2 separate regions of the Sus scrofa genome follow, and region 1 is linked to region 2. A link is a contact called in public Hi-C data. All regions are on one chromosome and are shown on one strand. Each heading gives the region's core, a stretch centred on a gene start, on an enhancer-like site or on the middle of the called end of the contact. The rest is flanking DNA. Distances are from core to core; before and after follow the strand shown.

Evidence for each region. A called contact is a pair of places that touch in the nucleus more often than the background predicts.
Region 1: a contact with region 2 is called in a Hi-C map of epiblast stem cells, with 4 times the contacts expected there. The contact joins the promoter of DMRTA2 here to the promoter of CDKN2C in region 2. A contact is called at or near these places in 5 of 47 Hi-C or Micro-C datasets (brain, embryonic fibroblasts, epiblast stem cells and 2 more).

What each region holds. Positions count from the first base shown.
Region 1 is chr6:161,614,631-161,619,771 of Sscrofa11.1, forward strand. It overlaps DMRTA2 (doublesex- and mab-3-related transcription factor A2), which reads left to right and starts at 2,016. Exons shown (of 3, transcript XM_003127981.4): 1 at 2,016-2,345; 2 at 3,915-4,478. The coding sequence starts at 3,923.
Region 2 is chr6:161,164,280-161,169,615 of Sscrofa11.1, forward strand. It overlaps CDKN2C (cyclin-dependent kinase 4 inhibitor C), which reads right to left and starts at 2,402. Exons shown (of 3, transcript XM_003127980.4): 1 at 1,156-2,402; 2 at 563-702. The coding sequence starts at 691.

The sequences.
Region 1 (5,141 bases), core at 766-3,265, 450 kb after region 2:
AGCAGAGCCTGTCCTCTCTTCCCCACCCACTCCCCTGCCAGGGTGCAATTAACGCATAGATTTCTTTGACCTCATAACCTCAAGGTGTTGGAAGGTGGTGTCTGGGTCCTATGCTCCTGCGGGACTATTATTCCAGACTCACTCCCTTACCCGAATTCCATGCGGGCGACCCAACAGGAGCTGACCCCTTTCTCCCAAACATTCTCAGGCTCCGGCGAGTGAAATTTAATCGGAGCGATCAGCCAAGTCTCTATCACCATCGCAGGCTGTTAAGGTCGAGCTCGTCCCGCGCGGGCCGGGTCAACTTTCTGGAAGCACCCTGTGCGGCTCTTCCGCCTACCAGCCAGCTTCCCAACCCCCGTCCCCCGCCCCCAGCCAAGGTGTTCAGGTTGGCTTCCTGGGGGAATCTGCACGAGGTTCCGCGGTGCGCGGTGGAGCCCCGATTCTTTGCGCCTTCCTACCCCAATCCCCAGCCTCTAGCAGCAGAGCCGGCTGGGCTGGCAGCAGCAGACCTGCCAGGTGGAAGGGGCTACATCCCCAGGCCTCCGGCCGAGTCTGCATGCCCAGTACGGCCGCCCCTCAGACGGAGCGGGCTAGAGCCTGGTGGCCCTGGAAGTTCGAAAGAGCAACGCGAAAACGCTTGGTCGGGAGTGGAGGGAGAACGACGGGAAAACTCATTTTTCTCATGAATTAAACGAATTTTCTTTACCCTGAAGGAGAGGGAGAAAGGTGGAGAATAAAAAAGGAGAGAGAAAATTAGAACGAGGAAAAGAAAGAAGGAAAAAGCAAAGAGAATCACAGCTAAAGAAACCCGAGGCGATCCCGCCGGAGGACCACGGCATTAATTCCAGATGTTGCCATTGAAAAGGGAAACAAAATCCGAAACCTGTTACCTCTTCTGCGGACTAAACTGTTCCTCAGGGTCGTGACGTCAGGACGGGAGAGTAATGCAAAAGTTAAAACTCTTCCTGGGGGCCCGCGGCGACCTTGTCTCCGGACCAGAAGGACTGAGACTGGTGCGCGTCCTGCGTCCATGAGGATCTGGGGAAACAGGACAGTTTTTTACTTTCGCTTAAAAAAGAAAATCAAACTCTGAACTTAAAACAACGCGGAAAAGAATCCCACCACCACGGAAAATATATCTAGATGCTGCAGAAGTGGGGAAAGGAAAAGGCAAAATGGGGCAGAAGGACGGAGTTAGGGGGGCGGGGAGAGGAAAGGACAGAGCGCACGGCTCCAGCGGGCGCCGACAGGAAGCGCAATCTCATTTCTCCTTTCCAGATCCTTTTTAAAAACGAAATTCCTCAAACCACACTTACCCTCCGTGATGCCTTGTCGTATCAGGACTTTTTAAATAAAGGAAGACCTGCGTTTTAAAGGCAGCAGGGGGGAAAAAACTGCCTCAACTACCCCACACGCATCGGATTCGGGAGCATGCCGAAACAGCCGGACGGAGGCAGGAAAAATCGTCCTGGCATTTATGCCACGAGTACCCTCCCTTCTCCACCCTTGCGCCCCCGTTCCACCCCCACCCCAACCGCGGTAATTGTCACCTGCCCCCATCCCGCCCCCGGTCGCCGGCGCTACTTGGGAAAGTTGGTCTTGCCAGGCGCCCCCGGCCAGTGGGAGCGGCGCAGCGGAGCCCGCGCCCCAGAAACCGAGGGGTTACACACGTCTACGTAGAGGCGCATCGGACACGGTAATTAAGAGCAATTCACACGCTCTCGGGCACACGGAAACTACTTGTCACGGTATTTTCAACGCTCCTCCTTGCCCACTTTTTTCCACTCCTTCCCTGGCGCGCCCCCTCCCCTCCCCTCCCCTCCCCGAGGCACTCAGAGGAGCTTTTGGAGTTTCGAATCTTTCGGACACTGTAGAATGCGGGGCTCCCCGGGCGCGGGCCCGGCCAATCAGAGCGCCGTCTGCCTCCCCTGGCCAATGGCAGGCGCCACATTGTTGTCCAATTCTGTCTAATGGAGCCCTAAGGAGCAACAATAGAGCAGGCGAGCCGCTCATTGAGAGTCTGGCAGCGCCCGGCAACTGGGGCCCGGTTGTGCGCAGCTTTCGGCGCGCTCCGAGAGGGGACGCCGCGCGGCGAGGGCCGGGTCGAGGGTTCCAGCTAGCAGATCCCTAAACGGTCCCCTGGCTCCGATTTCCGACGGAAGGGTTGGACAGCGCAGCGTTCTGAGGGGGTCCGGAAGTTCGGACATGGTGACTGAAGGAGGGTGACGTGGTCAGATAAGGGGCCAGGGGGCAAGGGGAAGAGGCCGAGAGCGCCAGCGTCGCGAGCGGAGCTGGGAGGCGCGTGCAGCGCCAGCGGAGGAGGATCCCCCAGCCCACGGCAGGTAGTTGAGGGCCGCAGGGAGGGCAGGGGAGGCGGCCTGGCCTTCCGCCCCTGTCGATGAGGCCCCCGGGCCACTCCGGCCGTGGGGACTGCGCAGCTCGAGGGGCCTGAGGGAAGAGGCACCGCGCTTAGGGACGGGGTCCTGGATTCTTGAGCGGAAACCCCAGGATTCGGTCCCGGGCTCTGGCGGGGAACCGGGGACCCAGAGGAGGCCTCGGCGGAAGCTCAGAGTTGGGCCTGCTTGGGCCTTCTGTGCCGTGTCGCAGAGAGGACGCCTGTGTTCTCTCAGACCCAATTCCAGAGGCAAGTCTCATGCCTCGGTGCTGTCTGCTGGGCCGTTCAAGTCCCAGAAACCCAACTCCGGGGCCAGAACTCGGGAATTGCTCCCGAGCGGGGTCCCACGGGGCCCCAGGATGGGGAGGGCGTGTCTGACGGCTCGATCCCTAAACCGGGAGGGGAGGGGAAGGCCGGGAATGCTGGTCAGCGAAAAGGATCTCCCTCCCAAAAAGCCTAACTTTTGCAAGATAATTTTTTCCTCCCCTGACTACTCCAGACTACAAGGCTAAAAACTGTGCCACAGGTTTACTCCATCCCCACCCCCAGCCTATGCCTGCGGGCTTTTCTTCCTGTACACGCCTCTCCCCCCCCGTGTGGGCCCCGGGTCCCAGACCCACATAACACCTGTTTCTTGCTGTTTTTCTCGCCCTTCAAGCTAATCTTTGGGCTGGGTTTGCCTAGCCAAAGAGTTTCTTCTGCTGGATTTTCTCCTTAATCCTCCTTCCCAGGCCTTCTAAACTCAGCTCCACAATCATTTTCTCTCTTACTCTCTGGAGGCCTGTACCTCGGATCCTGGAGCCCCCACATTTCCTCGGGTCTCTGGGCCCCTTGGCCTAAATTTGCCCTGAGTTGTTTGTTTCACTTCACTTCCTAGAGCTTCTTCTTCTTCTTTTTCCTGATTTTTTGTCTCCAAATCTCCTTCTCCCACCAGCAAAAAAAAAAAAAAAAAGAAAAGAAAAAAGAAAAGAAAAAAAAAAATCCCCCAGCCCAACCAGCTGAACTTTATGTCTCAACATCTCCCTCCTCTTCACCTTTCTCCTAAGCCAAATGTTTCCGCTGAGGTTTGTCCTGTTTTGCTCTTGGCATCAATCTAGTTGTTGGGTTAAAATTTTTCATCTAATCCGAGTCCCAACAAACATTTTGCTCTACCTCGGTTAAGCTAAACTTTTGGATAATATATATATATTTTCAAACCCTCGTTGCATTCACCTGAACCAGTGACTTTCAAACTTTGTCTTTTAATTTTTTTCCAGCGGAACCCCTGATTCAAACGAAATCTTACACCCAGTGCATAAATCAGTCGTAAGAAGAAGAGCTCTGGTGGGAGTGGGGTGCGAGAGCTGGGCCTTACAAGGGGGCTCCAACGGCACCTCCTCCCAGCAATTTGGCAACCGCTAGCCAAACTTCCGCTGCCGCTGAAATGCCCCTGTCTAAGCTTGGATTTCTTTAGCTTAGCGCGCCGTGTACTCCTCACCGCAAGTTTCTCCCCTCTTCCCACGGTCTTCCACGCCAGGTCCTGCCATGGAACTGCGCTCCGAGCTGCCCAGCGTCCCCGGCGCGGCGACGGCGGCGGCGACAGCGACCGGGCCGCCCGTGGCTTCGGTGGCGTCGGTGGCGGCGGCGGCAGCGGCCGCCGCTTCGCTACCGGTGAGCGTGGCGGGCGGCTTGCTGCGGGCGCCGCCGCTCTTGTTGCGGGCTGCGGAGAAGTACCCGCGGACGCCCAAGTGCGCGCGCTGCCGCAACCACGGCGTGGTGTCTGCGCTCAAGGGCCACAAGCGCTATTGCCGCTGGAAGGACTGCCTGTGCGCCAAGTGCACGCTCATCGCCGAGCGCCAGCGCGTCATGGCGGCGCAGGTGGCGCTGCGCAGGCAGCAGGCGCAGGAAGAGAACGAGGCGCGCGAGTTACAGCTGCTCTACGGCACGGCTGAGGGCCTGGCGCTGGCCGCCGCCAACGGCATCATCCCGCCCCGACCCGCCTACGAGGTCTTCGGCTCTGTGTGCGCCACCGACGGCGGCGGGCCGGGAGCCGGAGCGCCCGCAGGGACCGGAGGCGGCGCGGCGGGCGCGGGGAGCTCAGGTGAGGAGAGGGGAGCAGGGATGGGGGGGGGGGGGTCCAGAGGCGCGCGGCCCAAGGACTTGTCCCCGTACAGGATGAGTGGAATCCCATTCTCCAAACGCCCCAACTGTCCCAGCCTGATTTGGGACATAAACACACAAACTCGCCTTCCTCCCCTTTCTGAAGCATTTGCACTTTATTCCTTTCACCGCAGGCCCAAATGTAAACGCTTTCCCCTTATCACCTGTACCCAGACCCCGGCAGGTCCCACCTTCCTCGCTGACCTCGCTGAGTCTTCTCCACAGCGCCGAAGCCCACGTGTTTCATCTTTTATTTCATTCTGCGCCTCTCTCTCCACACGCTGCCGTTCCTCGGCTCCTTCCCAACTCTCCAAAGAAATCCGACCCTCTCCGAGCCAACCCCCCACTCGCACCCCCACCCCGAGATTTGTTTTCTCGCGTTCCTAAGGGTCCGCACTCAACCGCTCGCCTCTCTCTACTCTTTTTCTGGCTTCTTTCCCCACTTGTCTCCCTTTTCTCAGCGTTCGCGCTCTCCGGCTTTTCTCGATGCCCTTTCCTCTTCCCCCTCTACTTCCTGTCTGGCCCCACCTAGACCTTTTCTGGGGAGGGTGGAAGTAAGGCCGGGGTCCTGGGGTTGTGGGGAGCTCAGCTCCCAACTCGGGAG
Region 2 (5,336 bases), core at 1,152-3,651:
GAATGGGTGGACGGTATTACATTAACTGTGAAATGTACATCCTGTGCCCGTGCCCAGGCCACCCATTCCAAACGAGGAAAGGTCGTTTGTCAAAACTTGAAGCTTTTGAAGAAAAACACCCTCGCCAGTAGTCAAGAAAATTAACATTAAAGTCAATTATTGGAGCAAAGTTCGGAAACCACTAATAGCAGTGTATTTACTTCAAATAATAATCATAATAATGTGTTTACAGAGCTGTCTAAAAAAAAAAAAAACCCAAAAATAAAAAACTCCGCGCTGCTACGAATGCTTTACAATCCCCACCATCACAAAAACATTCCAAAAATTAAGACCAAACCTGGAACCCAGTTGATATCGAGGATATTATTGGATTTGACGAGTTCGTTCAAAGTACGTCATTTTGGGTAGTTGGATCCACTTAAAGATATAAAATATGGCAACCAACTAGTTTTAAAAACAGTGAAATTTTGTACCCCTGAAGGCTTAAAAGCTATTATTCTAGAAACCCGGGTCACGTAGGCAACATTGTTGACCTGTTTTCCCCACCTCTCTGGATACCAACCTGCAGCGCAGTCCTTCCAAATCCATTTTGTGCATTGACGTTTACATTATTTTGCAACAAACTAGTAAGTTGCTCTAGGTCCCCCCTGGCAGCTGCGGACGCCAACTCGTTCCCCCAAGGCTCGGCCATTCTTTAGGGTCCTGACGATCGGGAAAAGATGAATTAGTTGTTTTTCTTTTTCCCCTTTCCTTTGCTCCTAACCAGGCTGCATGATGGCATCGGAGACTGACAGAAGGACTGGGATGGTTAATCTGGAGTAGAGCTTGGTAGTAAATACTAGTAAGATCTGCCTGCCAAAAGCCCGCCCCTCGATTCACACGTGATTATTCAGCAAAACTGAGCCATTGGAGAGGGGCTCCGCTCCTCGCTTTTTAGCTTAACCCCTATGAAGAAGTCTAGTGATTAACAGAGAGATATGCAGACACACATATATTCCTGGTAAATTACTCTGGACGTAAAATGTAGGCTGAGCTGTCACGTACGTACACTGCTAATCTCTGTGAGGAATGTGTGCGGAGATTTAAGGGACTAGATCAGGGAAGAAAATACTGCGGAAGAAGAGACATTTGGGGGAAGAAAAGGCATTCACCCACCCTTGTTCACGGTGGTGACCTGAGCCACGCGAGCCAGAACCGCAGGGCAGGTCCTCGGGGGGACTCGGTCTCCATCCGTCTCGCCGAAAGAGTAGTCGTGCGTCCTCCGCTGCAGGGAGAGCGCCGCGGTGGCTGGCTGCTGACGTGCTCTGGGGGTTAAAGATGATCGCCAAAAGCAAACCAGAGTAGCAGTTCCGTGGCCCTCAAGTTACAGATCGCAACAGCTCCTCAGTGGCCTTGGCTTCTCGGGAAGAGCCTTTATTTGCGTCCGGGCCGAGCTGCGGGCTAACGCCGCGCGGGAGGGCTCCGGAGCCCGCCCGCCCGGCTACCGCAGCCCCGCCGAGCCTCAGAGGCCGTGGGAGCCAGGCTCGGCGCGCGTCTCCGGAGACGGCCGGGCGCGCGGCGGGTCCCCGGCAAGCCGGTCATGCCGGCCCCACAGGGTCCCGGGGCTTCCAGAAGCGAGGACGGGGGAGAGCGATGCGGGAAGCGTCTACGGGTCCGGGTCCGCTGAGGCAGCGCGCTGCAGCATCGCGGTCGCACACGGCAGCCCACCGGGAACTTCCCGCCTACGACCAAGCCAGTTCAGACTTCCTACTGCAGAAGTTCATTCAGCCGCCGCCGCCTCTTTTCCTTCCTTTCCCGGTTTTCTGAGGTCCTCTGGAGATCGCGAGGGTCCCCGGAGGTCCCAGGCCAAGCTTTGAGTATGGGGTGCTGCCACAATTCCAAGGCACAGCCAGTCCCGCTGCCCTCTCGGGGAAAGCCCAACGGCTTCGGCGCCCGGTGCCACTTCGCCAACCTCTCGCGGTCCCCTGGCCTGTGCCCCCAGCCTGTGGCGCCGAAAGGGCAGAGGCCGCCAGCCAGCTGTGCCCGGAGCGGAGCCGGGTAGCACTGCTTCCTCCAGAGCCGCAGCGCTCCCAGTGACAGTTTCTTTTGTAGCTGGTCCCCCTCAAATCACCGGTCCCGGCTCCCTTCACCCCTACAGACACTTGTGCGTCGTGCCCCTTTCTGGTCTTTTCCTTCCCTCCCTCCCTTGCTTCTTTTTTCGCTCAAACAATTGCTGCTTCTGTTGCTGCTGCAGAGACGGTGCCGGTTTCTTCTCCCTTTTTCCGACTTCATCAGCTTTTTTTGAAAAGAAAAAAATTGAGCGCTTTTTGAGTTGAAAAACCCGCCCCCATTTTAACGGCAGTTTTAAGGAGGCTCTGCAGAGTTGCTGGCCGCGGGAGCGGGAACGCAGGGCGCCGCCCACGCCCCGCCCTCCGCGCTGGCGGCGCTCGAGCTCTCGGCCGGGCTCGCCCCGCCCCTTGCCCGGCGCCCTTTTTCTAGCCTGTTAGCAGCTTGCATTCCTCCCTCCGTCTCCTGCGCTGGCTCCCACCCGCCAGCTCGGAGGCCCGGCCCCAGCTCGAGCGGCTTTCGGCCCGGTGGAGCAGGGTTTGACCTCTTCCCACTGGCGGGCGGAATGGAGTCTGCGGAACCCCGGGCTGCCCGGGGCCGGGAGCGGGGGTGGGGCGGAGGTGGGGTGAAAGAGGCTTGTTAATTAAGGCTGTGGAGAGCAAAGCTCGGTGGGTCTGGCTGCTGGAAGGCGGAAAGCTGGCCCGAAGCGAGTGTTTCCCCGGGCTTGGCGGGGCAGGCCGGCCCGCCTCCGCGCTCCCGCGCTAGGCTCTCGAAGTTCGGGCAGCCAGGCCTACGGCTGCCGCCGCTTCTGGGGCGCGAGCCGTGTCAACTCGGCCTCCTTTTCTCAGTCCAGAGCTGCGGCCTCGCACCTGCCAGATCAACGACCAGGGCCACGATGGACAGAGGTAGCTGCAGGGGTTGAGGGAGAAACCCAAATGACAGCAAAAACAGTGCTCTGAAAAAGGAGAAGTCTTTTATAGCCTTCTTCCTCTTATTTTATTTATTTATTTATTTTTTGCGAAAACTGAAGGCACTGTATAGGTAAGAAATCATGACGAACTCTGAAGCCTTCATGTTACAGGGACTTGAAATATTCCCTTTCTTTGGGGAAAGGGAGAAAAGCAACTAACTTTAAAGCAAAATAAAAAATAAGTCCTGGGAAGGGTTTTCTAACAAGACTATTTCTTTACTGTCACAGTTCTTTAATTTCTTAGATGAGACTTGTTTTGGGGGATGTAAATGTAAAGGAATCGTATCTTCCCTGGTCAGTCATCAGGACACCAGTTCTCTGTACTTTTTACTTCCTCTTGTAGCTATTTAAGATTAATCAACTACTGCTTTCTATATTTTTTGCTCTTAAAAATATCCAGCACTGCTGCATGGTGCACCTAGTGGTCAAAATGAAACTAAGCAAAAAAAAAAAAAAAAGACAGGTGGTCTAACTATTACTGGCCTATAGCAGGCATAATATCCTCAAGCAACATCTATACCCAGCTCCTTGAAGTACACGGGGACTATTAGCAACAAAAAACACACCAACAATATCTGGATAATCATCTAGCAACAGATTGTAGAGGGAGAGTTGAAACTGGGAAGAATCTGGCAGTGTTCTCTTTAACCGAATTGGTGAGAAAAAAAAAAGTAAATAACCAGAGCTCTTTTTTTAGGTAACTAAGCTTGAAATGTGAATGAAAAATGAACTATAGCAAAAGAAATTAACTCCTCTTATTTTTACATGTATTTAGATATTTCAAATAGAAGATTTAGGATTCCATATATACCAGTAAATACCACAGATAATACAATTTACATAAATGGTTCTGGGAAATTACTATGTAATCTTTCAGTACAGCTGGGGTGTGTGATGATATAGTAGAACTGTTAGCTGATAAGAGATAACCGGTAATTTATGAAAGCTGCTTTCTAGCATTTATTATGGTTTCTGAAAAATATGAATGTTGCTTTCTAGCATTTATTATGGTTTCTTGCTAAAAGAAGAGATTATAGTAAGTCTTTTTTTTTTTTTTTGTCTTTTGTCTTTATAGGGCCACACCCACGGCATATGGAGGTTCCCAGGCTAGGGGGTCCAATCAGAGCTGTTGCTGCTGGCCTATGCCGGAGCCATAGGAACACCAGATCTGAGCCACGTCTGCAACCTACACCACAGCTCTTGGCAACGCTGGATCCTTAACCCACTGAGCGAGGCCAGGGATCGAACCCTCAACCTCATGGTTCCTAGTCGGGTTTGCTTCTGCTGCACCAGGACAGGAACTCCAGGAAGAATCTTAAATTGTACTCATTATGTAAAGTATAGGTATACATGTGTTATAATTGCCATGAAATAAAATACTTTTGCTGAATAACTGAATAAATAAAGCTTATAGTAATTTAAGATGCATACACGAGCTGGATTAAGATTTTCGGAGATCCTAATCACTGAAAAGATTTTGATGTCCCATGGTCTTACCTCATACATAAATCAAAATAACACAAAACTTAAAAAGTAAGTGTAAAGAAGTCCAACAAAGTTCTGATTTTTCCCATGATGACTACTTAGGTGCTTTTACTGCAGTATTAAATTCCTTAAGGAAGTTTCTGTTCATTTGCTTTCACTCTGGCTTTCCTTGTGTCTTAAAACATATGCTTTGTTTGCTTATTGTGTAACACAACTGGCAGCATAGAGGTTGCATTCTTAGTTCAGAAAGCATAAGTAAGCACTACAAAGGACCTCCAATGTAAATCTTATATTAATTGAGTGATAGTTCATAGATTCAAAGGTATCTCTGCCTTAAATAAGCTTCTATTATGACATAGTGTAGAAGAAACATTCATAATTATCTATTTTATTGATGTTTCATTCTCACAAACGCAGAAATAGAGCCTTTTAGTTCGATATAAAATATTAAGTTATGGAAGTCTTTTTCTTTGCAGCAGTTCATGCTCTTTAAAGGGTTCATAGAAATACTGTAATCAAATTATTTTGTGCTTTTCCTCTCATTAACTCAAATATGCATAGTTTCTGAATGATTAACTTATAGGTATGTGTATATGGTATTTACAATTTCTTTACATAGTTCCAAAGTCTTCTTTTTATTGTATTTATGGATCCAACAGAGGTAGGAAACAGATTAGTACCCTCAGGGGGCCTTCTTATCATTTCATAATTGTGGTTTTGGCATTTTATTTCTGAGACTCAGCAGACTTTTTCGTATGGGTACTCACACCACTTATGAAAGTCTTTTTGTAAAGTAAGAAAAAATATGCCCAGTAAGCATCTCAAAAGGTTAAAC